Linked DNA regions of Sus scrofa: region 2 is linked to region 1. Evidence: chromatin contacts called from public HiChIP or PLAC-seq data. All regions are on one chromosome and are shown on one strand. The core of a region is the stretch at or near the end of the contact, and the rest is flanking DNA. Distances in the headings are between cores, read along the strand shown.

What was found. HiChIP or PLAC-seq counts read pairs in DNA pulled down with a chosen protein or histone mark.
Region 2: a contact with region 1 is called in an H3K27ac HiChIP or PLAC-seq map of alveolar macrophages. The contact joins the promoter of CEP250 here to the promoter of UQCC in region 1. A contact is called at or near these places in 2 of 2 datasets of contacts at active chromatin or transcription factors (alveolar macrophages and skeletal muscle).

What each region holds. Positions count from the first base shown.
Region 1 is chr17:38,771,606-38,776,502 of Sscrofa11.1, forward strand. It overlaps UQCC (ubiquinol-cytochrome c reductase complex chaperone), which reads right to left and starts at 3,637. Exons shown (of 10, transcript NM_001172364.2): 1 at 3,596-3,637. The coding sequence starts at 3,619. It also overlaps the pseudogene LOC100523162.
Region 2 is chr17:38,806,180-38,811,333 of Sscrofa11.1, forward strand. CEP250 (centrosome-associated protein CEP250) reads left to right here and starts at 3,545. Exons shown (of 34, transcript XM_013985307.2): 1 at 3,545-4,432.

The sequences.
Region 1 (4,897 bases), core at 2,387-4,886:
ACTACAGCCTCTATTTCAGCTCTTTTCTGAACACCAAATCTACAGCTGCAAAAACAAGAAAATGAACAAAAATCTCCAGCTAGATTGTCTCAGTTAAGAAGCCCCCCCCCCCTTTTTTTGCTTTTTTAGGGCCACATCTGTGGCATATGGAAGTTCCCAGGCTAGGGGTTGAATCAGAGCTACAGCTGCCAGCCTAAGCCACAGCCAGAGCAAGGAGGGATCCGGCAATGCCAGATCCTTAACCCCGTGAGTAAGGCCAGGGATAGAACCTGAGCCTTCACGGATACTAGTTGGGTTCGTGACTGCTGAGCCACAATGGAAACTTCTCATCCTCAATTTTAAAAATTTAGGGAACTATACTCAGTATCTTGTAATAATCTATATGGGAAAAAAAATCTGAAAAAGTATAGATATTTATGTATAACTGAATCACTGCTGTATACCTGAAACAAACACAACATTGTAAATCAACCATATTTTAAAAAATAAAAATAAAAAAGCTGGAGTTCCCGTCGTGGCGCAGTGGTTAACGAATCCGACTAGGAACCATGAGGTTGTGGGTTCGATCCCTGGCCTTGCTCAATGGGTTAACGATCCGGCGTTGCCGTGAGCTGTGGTGTAGGTTGCAGACACGGCTCGGATCCCACGTTGCTGTGGCTCTGGCGTAGGCCAGTGGCTACAGCTCCGATTCAACCCCTAGCCTGGGAACCTCCATATGCCGCGGGAGCGGCCCAAGAAATAGCAACAACAACAACAACAAAACAACAACAAAAAAGACAAAAGACAAATAAATAAATAAATAAATAAAATAAAAAAAAATAAAAAAGCTAATAAAGCATGAATAACTAAAAACTAAAAATTTAAATCAGGAAAAGAGTAAATGCATCCAAAAAAAAAAAAAAACTTTAAAAATAAACCTTCCCTTTGTTTAAAATACTTAAATGGACCCCTCTGCCTCAAGATAAATCTCCAACTCCTAACCGTAATATGTAAGGCAACACTTCTGTCTTTTTCCCACAAGTGCCCCTCAGCCAAAGAGATTTACTTACAGCTCTTTGGTTGTTTAACACAATAGTATAAGCTAATGCTTCTCCTCTATGCCCTTTCTCCTCTCCCCCATCTAATGTTCTCTCATTTAGTTCAAACATCTCCCTGATGAATGCTTGTCCTCAGGCTGGGTTAGGTATCTTTCTACTCCGCTACCACAACAACTGGTTCAGGCTCCTATCACAGAATTTCAAGAACTGTAGTGGTAGTTTTCTTTTCTGTCTCTATTAGATTATAAACATGAGAATAAGGTCTATGTTTTTCATTTCACAGTCCCTTGGAGAGTTCCTAGAATGCAGTAAACACTCAACATAGTTGCTCAATTAAAGGGAAGGGAAGGAGTTCCAGCTATGGCACAGTGGGTTAAGGACTCGAAGTTGTCTCTGTAAGGATGAGGGTTCGACCCCTGGTCTCGCTCAGTGAGTTAAGGAACCTCGTGGTCACAGACGCAGCTCAGATCTGGTGTTACTGTATCTGTGGCATAAGCTCCAGCTGTGGCTCTGATTCAGTCCCTGGCCCAGAAACTTACATATGCCACAGGTGCAGCCATTAAAAAAAAAAAATTGGACTACAGCAGCTCAGGTTGCTATGGAGGCACAGGCTCTGGTTTGATCCCTGGCTCAGTGCAGTGGGTTAAAGGATCCAACACTGCCATAGCCATGCCGTAAGTCACAGCTATAGCTCAGATTCAATCCCTGGCCGCAGGTGAGGCTGTAAAAATGTTAAATAAATAAATAAATAAAGGGAAAAAAGTATTTAAAATGTCGTTTGTATAAACTCTTTCTCTGATCAACCCTATCAAACTTACCCTTAAGAAAATCTGAGGCTCAGAGAAGTTAGCTGATTTGCTCAAGGCCACACCCATTGTAAGTAATGGGGCCTAGCTTTCAAACAAGACTCTTTTGACTCCTAGACAGGTGCATTTTCCTCTATTTGTGAATTCCTCACAGTGCCTACCCCAAATGCCTCTTTAGCATAGCTGATTAATAAATATCTGCTTTCATGTTTACTGTCACTCTCTAGTTCTAAGGGAATTTCTGTTGCTTTGCCACACATTATATTGCAACATATAAGAAGACTTTGAAGAATTACAGTATACAGTATAAAGTGAAAGTGACTTTCCTTATCTAAACTTGTTTTTTTACCTAAAAAGATGACTGGGAAGAGATAAAGAAGAAAAATTAAAAATTCAACTAATAGAAGACAATTAGAGAAGAGGTTTCTATGGATGCTACCACCTAGGAAGAAATGAACCTACAACCCTCCACATGCTGAATAGCAAAAAGATTTAAGATAGCTGGGGCACCCACAAACTTCCAAGATGAATCAATGTATTCATTTCAGGCCTATAGCCCAATAAAATTCTCATCTTTCCCACCCATATACCCATCTTAAAAACACTCAGGACATCCTATCTGCCATTTTCTCAGCAGTCCTCAGATCTGAATCAATTTCTGCCCTGGCATCCACAACCACTTCCGCCAAGTGGAATCTTTCCATAGATGTCAGGAGCTACTCTTCATACATTTACTAAGCAACAATAGAGGGCTCTGCACTGTGCTAGGCTGACAAGGAATACAAGAAGTAAAATCTTATATCTATGCAAACCATACATAAAAACATTTAAAATAAAAGTTTCTAATATCACAACTCAAAAGATAGCTACAGGCAGGACTAGTCAGTGACTGCTATAAAAAAAAAATGTCCTTGACCCAGTTTTTGAAAGACTTGATAAAATTATAAACCTTCCCATCCCTCCATGATTAGGAACCAAACTCTGTAATGTCCTTTTTTCTGTTGCCTCTTTCGTTCTCTTTAATTCTTATAAGTCACAATCTGCTAGAAGGATCATGACTGAATCTCAAGAAGTGCAGTACCTTCCCATATGGGTGTTAATTAGTGGAGCCTTCCTCACTTATATCGTTTATTCCTGCAACAAATATTTTACGGAACATCTAGATGTGCCAGACACTATGCTAGGCAAAGTAAAAACGGCAGATATGACCCCAGTTCTCAATCCAATAGTTTCTAATAGTATTCCACTTAACTGTACGGTAAAGTGCTAGATACCCGATCTCTGAAACAAACCCAGAGAACCTCAGAATCCGAAGGACCTGCACATTTACGTCCTTGTTTTGCCCATGGCGACTCTGATGTCAAAAAGTTACTTGCCCAAGGTCATCCTGTGCATTAGTGACAGAATAGGAACTAGAACCCAGGTCTCCCAAAACTCCAGTCAGTGCCCCACGCGCTGCCTCTCTCCCTGAGGGGAAGCCGCCACAGGTGGTGACCGAAGAAAAGCAAACTTGAACAAATTTAGGTCCGAGGTCACTCCTCGCCCTTCTCCAAAGAGGGGAAAGCCACGGCCGAACCAATGGTAGTGGGAGATGGGAAGCTGCCTCAGTTTCCCCGAAGACAGGCGGCCGCGCATTCTCGCTACGGCACAGGATCCGCGCCTGCATTTCCATCTACTTGCTCTCGCCCGGCCCTCTCCGACTCCAACCCCGGGGCCCGGAAGGCGGCAGCGCAAAATAACTCCTTCACTCACAAGGACTCGCACCAGCAACGCCATGTTTCTCGACAACCATTTCCGGGTGAAGGGTGGGCTTCCGGAGTCCCAGCTGCCGCCACCCCTTCACTAGTTTGCCTTTTCGCCGGCGCGTGCAGGACAAGGGCAGCGCAGGCGCACAGAGGGCTCTGCGCACTCGAGCGCGCGCTTTCCCCGCTTGCAGGAGGAGGCAGGGCACCCGAGCGCGGCCGACCGTCAGAACCTGCGCGCGCGTCCCCCGCTGAAATCTCTGTCGGACACGTCACAGAGGCTTAAATTATGTACGCACAACCCTCTGCTGCGGGCTTTTCATAGTTCACTCCTTAACCCCACACTTCATCCAGTCTCAATCCTCAGCACCGCCTTGTCGGAGTCCCTGTTCCCCAAGACTATACCCACGATTTCCCCCCTTTTCACTGGCGGCTGAAAAAAACAGGATCTTGGGGAAATCCCAGGATTTAAGGGCTCCCTGCTAGGAGCCTGCGCCAGAGGAAGAACACAGGACACAGAGGAGTCCTGAAAGTCAGGGGTAAAGGGCGGTCACATGCTGACCCGAGACCTGAAGAAGGAACTTCAGGAGTTTCTGGTTGGTCGGTTGTGATTGGGGGCATCTTTGAGTATTGATAGAACAAGAACATTAGTATGAAGATGAGGATACAAAAGAAAGACTCAAGGGCGCAGGGAGTTTCCACAGGAGGTCTCAGGAGCAAATGGCCTTGGCTAGAGGCCTTGGGATCATTGCATCCCAAGAGCAGTAGAGGAGAGAGGGTTGTCAGTGCTTCTGGGGTAACTGGGAGCAGAAAGGCAAGATGTTGAAAGACTTCCTTTGGGGGGGAGGGCTCTTTTTAATGATTTTTATTTTTTTGTATTATACCTGGTTTACAGTGTTCTGTCAATTTTCTACTGTACAGCAAGGTGACCCAGTTACACATACATATATACATTCTTTTTTCTCATATTATCATGCCCCATCAAAAGTGACTGGATATAGTTTCCAGTGCTACACAGCAGGATCTCATTGCTTATCCATTCCAAAGGCAATAGTTTGCAACAATTAACCCCAAATTCCCAGTCCATCCCACTCCCTCCCTCTCCCCAAGACTTCCTTTTCATTCAGTCAGCATAGCCTATTGAAAGTCCACTATGTGCTGGACATAAGACGGGTGTGGATATTGGCTTCCGGAAGTTCATAGAGTGCTGGGCACACAAAATTCCGGTAAGCCAATGAAAAAAATAAAATAATTTTAAAATGTGGTAAGTGCTACGACGGAAACAACAAAGAGCTAAACTAAAGAATAACAT
Region 2 (5,154 bases), core at 2,295-4,794, 34 kb after region 1:
CTATTGCCAATAGTCATCTGTCTTCTTACTTCTGGAGTCCCTTTACACCTCTAGAAGGCCCTACTGACCAGGACCCACGATGGGCTTATGCAGGCTCTCTTCCTTTCACTTAGTCCACATCTGGCCTACAGAAAACATTCCCTGACAGATTCTGGGAGAGCAGGACAATCTCAACATAGCAGCGCTCTCCTGGGTCCACCATCAAAGCAGTTATCAGGCTTGTTTCTTGCTGATAGACTTCCTGGACAGGAGATAGATCCAGTCATGCTCCCAGAGTGCAATGGGGTCAGATTTGGCACCTCAAATCCTCCTGGAATGCCCCTCTCCTGGTCACTTGGCTTCGGCAGTTAAATCTTCCCCAAGAAGATATGGGGGAGGGGTGTCTCATAATCAGAAATATCTCCACACAAATTCTTTATCCTCCATTCTCTTGAAATCATAGATAAAGGATTTAGGACTTAAAACAGATATTGGGCTATTAAAACATAACATATACAATTTTTTTTTCTTTTTAGGGCCACACCCAAGGCATATGGAAGTTTCTAGGCAAGGGGTTGAATCAGAGCTACAGCTGCCGGCCTATTCCACAGCCACAGCAATGCCAGATCTGAGTCGTGTTTGTGACTTACACCACAGCTCATGGTAACACCAGATCTCCAGCCCACTGAGTGAGGCCAAGGATCAAACCCACATCCTCATGGATACTAGTCGGGTTTGTTACCTCTGAGCCACAGCAGGAACTCCCTGTACATAATTTTAAAAAGAAAGTCAGTCAGTCCAGGCAACCTCTTGACGTGGGGCAGGGGGAATATGTATAAATAATGAGCAACCCTGGGATGTGGGATCCACATTATAGTCCTGGAACAGGGTTAGGATATAAAGCATGTTCCCAAACATGGAATTTAGGATGTAAAAAAAGAATCCCAGTTCACCTGAAGGGGAACAGTGCTGGTTTTCTTTCAACTGACCTGTTGTCTCTCCCTCCAATGCAGCCTCCTTTGAGGCCTTCTCCCCACTCTAGTCTGGTTTGAACATGGCCAGACTCTAATTGTGGCTAGATTGTCTTTTCCCAAAGAATTCTTGGGTCCCAAGCAATTCAAGGGATGGATATGAACACCCTTTGGTTTGTCTCAAGTGTCCCTGGTACGTCATAGGCTGTTTGAAGGCTGATGTACTTTCAGAGCCTACAGAACCTCTGGGGGGAATGTTACCCACTCTCAGGCATCAGCTAACTGCAGTTTCTGCTCTGGCCCAGACAAAATACCCAGTACTGGGTATTTTTCTGGCGTATAGTTGACTTACAATGTTGTATTAGTTTCAGGTGTAGAGCAAGGTGATTAAGTTATACATATTCATATATCCATTCTTTCTTCCCATCTAGCTTATTACAGCATATTGAGTATATTTTATTATGCTTTAATACAATTTCCAACTTGCTGTTAATACATAGTATTATTATCTAATACTAATACATATAAATAAATGTTTGCTGGGTGAATGAATAAATGAATGAGGATATGTATTAATGAATTATTTTTACTAAGATTAAAGATTCCTGTTTGGTTTTAATCACCTTCTATTCCATTTGCCCTTTGTTGATATGTCTTGATAGTCTGAAACCTATGTTTATTCCTCTTTGTCTTAAAATGTATTGCGCAGTATGTAGATGGATTTTATGTCCTTAACCTTTGTAATACTGGGGCTGATTTCATTCAGCCCATGGATGATTTTTTTTTTCTTTTCTTTTCTTTTTAGGGCTGATCCTGCATCACATGGAATTTCCTGGGCTAGGGGCTGAATCAGAGCTGCAGCTACCAGCCCATACCACAGCCACAGCAACTTGGGATTAAAGAGCCCCATCTGTGATCCACACCACAGCTTGCGGGAATACAGGATCCTTAACCCACTGAATGAGGCCAGGAATCAAACTCACATCCTTGTGGATCTCAACTGGGTTTTTAAGCTGCTGAGCCCCAACAAGAACTCCATGGAGACTTATTTGGCACCTAATATGTGTCAGGTTCTATGTTAAATGCTAAGTCAGACATAGTCTTCTAGCCTCAGGAAACTTAAATTTTAGAGAGGGAGAAAGATAACAGGTAAACCAAAAAAAAAAAAAAAAAGTAGGAAATACTATAAAAAGAGCACTGTGATAGAAAATGATAGGGTATTACTGTAAATAGCATGGTCAGGGAAGACCTAACTGATTTGAGACCTGAAAGAGAGGAAGTTATCAGCTAATCCAAGAGCTCTGGCAAAACTGGCCTAGGAGATGGCAAAGCATCTGCAAAAGCCCTGAGGTTGGTGTGGGTAACATTCCAAATACTGCAGTGACTATTCTTGCACACAACCTGTCAGGGGACCATCTTCTTGGGGTGGATTCCCACACAACTGAGTCTTTGTATCTTTTTTCTCTGTCCAATGTCCTGGATGTTTTTTCTTCTCTTTCAAGATAGTTTGCTTTTCAGATTCATTGTCCTCCCTCCCTGCCAACTTACTATTTTTTTTTTCCCTCAAGGTAACTATTAAGAATTTATTTTGGGAGTTCCTGCTGTGGCACAGCAGCAACGAATCCGACTAGGAACCATGAGGTTGTGGGTTTGATCTCTGGCCTCGCTCAGTGGGTTAGGGATCAGATTAGACCCCTAGACTGGGAAACTTCACATGCAGGGGTGAGTGGGGCCCTCAAAAGACCCCCCCCCAAAGAAAGAACTTTTGTTCTTTTAGGAGAAAAGATACAATATAGCTCTTATTGAAGTGCTCCCTTCTCAGGTTCCCTTTGGCTGTGCATTGCCTGTTTCACTCCTACTACCCATCAATCCATCCGTTCACTCAGCACTTACTGAGCACCTATTTTGTACCAGCCTTTGTGCTGGGTGCTAGAGATACACAAACTTATGCTATGCTTCTCAAAATGTGTTCCCAATGCATCATAATCACTCAGGGTATTTGCTGGAAGACACATTCCTGGGCTCCATGCCTGGTTTACTGACTCTCCATGGGTGGAATCCAAAAGTCTACATTTTGGAGTTCCTGTTGTGGCTCAGTGGTTAACAAACCCAACTAGTATCCACGAAGACTCAGGTTTGATCCCTGGCCTTGCTCAGTGGGTTAAGGATCCAGTGTTACCATTAACTGTGGGATCAGTTGCAGAGGAGGCTCTGATCCAGTGTGTCTGTGGCTGTGGGTGTAGGCTGGCAGCTACAGCTCCAATTCGACCCCCAGCCTGGAAACCCCATATGCCACGGGTGTGGCCCTAAAAAGACAAAAAACAAACAAAAAAACTCTACATTTTAAGAAATACCCGTTATTGTTTTTTAATCCCAATTTTTTTGTCTTTTTTTTGGGGGGGGTCCCAGCCGCGTTGTCGAGGTACACCACAGCTCAGGGCAACGCGGGACACTTAACCCACTGATCGAGGCCAGGAATCAAACCCGCATCCTCGTAGATACCAGTCAGGTTCTTTACCTCTGAGCCACTACGGGAACACCCCAACTCAAATTTTATTTTTTAATTTTTATTTATTTTTTTGGCCGCACCCAGGGCATATGGAAGTTATTGGACCAGGGATAGAAACCGGGCCAAAGCAGCAACTTAAGCGACTGCAGTGACAACGACAAATCCTTAAACCGCTGCACAAGAGACTCTCCAACTAAAATTTGAGAACCAAGGAGTGGAAAAGAATGGCAGGTAAATAAAATTTACAGCTCTAAAAAAGTGCATTGATAATCCATGTGCAAAACACGCTCTAGAGTCCTCTAGAGAGAGTCAGGCTTATTCAGAAAATTATATAAACTGTAGCTCTCCAGTGGGATGCAGGACATTCAGGCAGTCTCCGGTGCAAAGTGTATTCAAATGACATTAAGTAATTATATTATGAATGTTGAGTAGCCTGAAGCTACTTGGAGTTTCGGAGATTGAAGCTGAGTTTTGCCGCGACCAGGAGCCAGTTTCCTTCAGCACGTAGTTAATTGTACTCAGGTTTGGGAGTGGAGCATTGCGCAGGCGCATCTAGAACGAGGCGACCACACACATGCGCCGTATGTAACCTCGAAGCCAAAAGGGATACGATTGAGGGCAAGTGTTTTCTGTTACCGAAACTTCCTTTGCTCAAATAAGCAACCCTGGATGTCTCCATTTCGGGCGAGGAAATCTAACGTCTCTTAACATAATCCCTTCTTTTCTTCTGGGCCACTCTTGTAAAACAGCTGCCAGTACTCAACATGGCGAGAGGCCCCTAAGGCGATGCAGTCCTCTCTGGAGCGCCGGCTGGAGCGGCAGGGCTCTCCGAAAGGGCGGGAGTTTGGGGGGCGGGGCCTGCGCCCCAGCCACTCCGTGAGCCCCCGCCCCGCCTCCCCCGCCCGGCCTCAGCTGCAGCTTCACCGACTCCCGCGCTGAGGAGCACCCTGGGAACCTGCGGGAGCGGAGCGTGGTGAGGAAGGGCCTCAGGGGCGGGCGGGAGGTACCCGTGTTAACGGTCCAAGGCCCAGCGACTAGGGTGCTCCTGGGAATCCCATTCGGGCAGCGGCCTCCGGTTTCCCAGAAGAAACTCAGAGGCCCAAAAGAGGCTGGGTCCTGTTCTGGGGCTCTGGCCCCTGGCCTCCGCGTCCTGCTGTTGCTACCGCTCTGGGCTCCAGACCTTGCAGAAAGGGAGCTTCCCGACCCTGGGGTTGTCAGGATAAGGCGCTGCGCTCTCCTGCGCGTCCCGCTCCAGGCTCCCAGGATTTCGCGACTTCCTCTGCCCTTGGGGCTTTGCATGTGACTGTCCGAAAGTCCGGTCCTACCCGCCGCCCCACTCTGGAACTCTCATTCTTCGGGACCCAACTTAAGTATCACTTTTTCAGAAACCTTACCTCGTCGCTTTCTGAAGGCGCCGTAAGCTCACTGCTGGGTTTTTGCACTCTGCGCATAGTTACTTTTCCTGCTCCTCTTTGGCAGCCGTGCACTTGTTGGGGCGTTATGCCTTCCGCTTTTCATCCCTCTCCCAGGATCTAGCACGTGATGATGATAATAATATAGCTCGCATTTACTGAATAGTCACTAAATGCATTACACATAAAGGCCCATTTAATCCTCACAGCAATTCCACAAGGCGGGTTCTGTAGGCGTGAAGAAACTAAGGCACTCAGATCAATTTCCTGGAGTCCCACAACT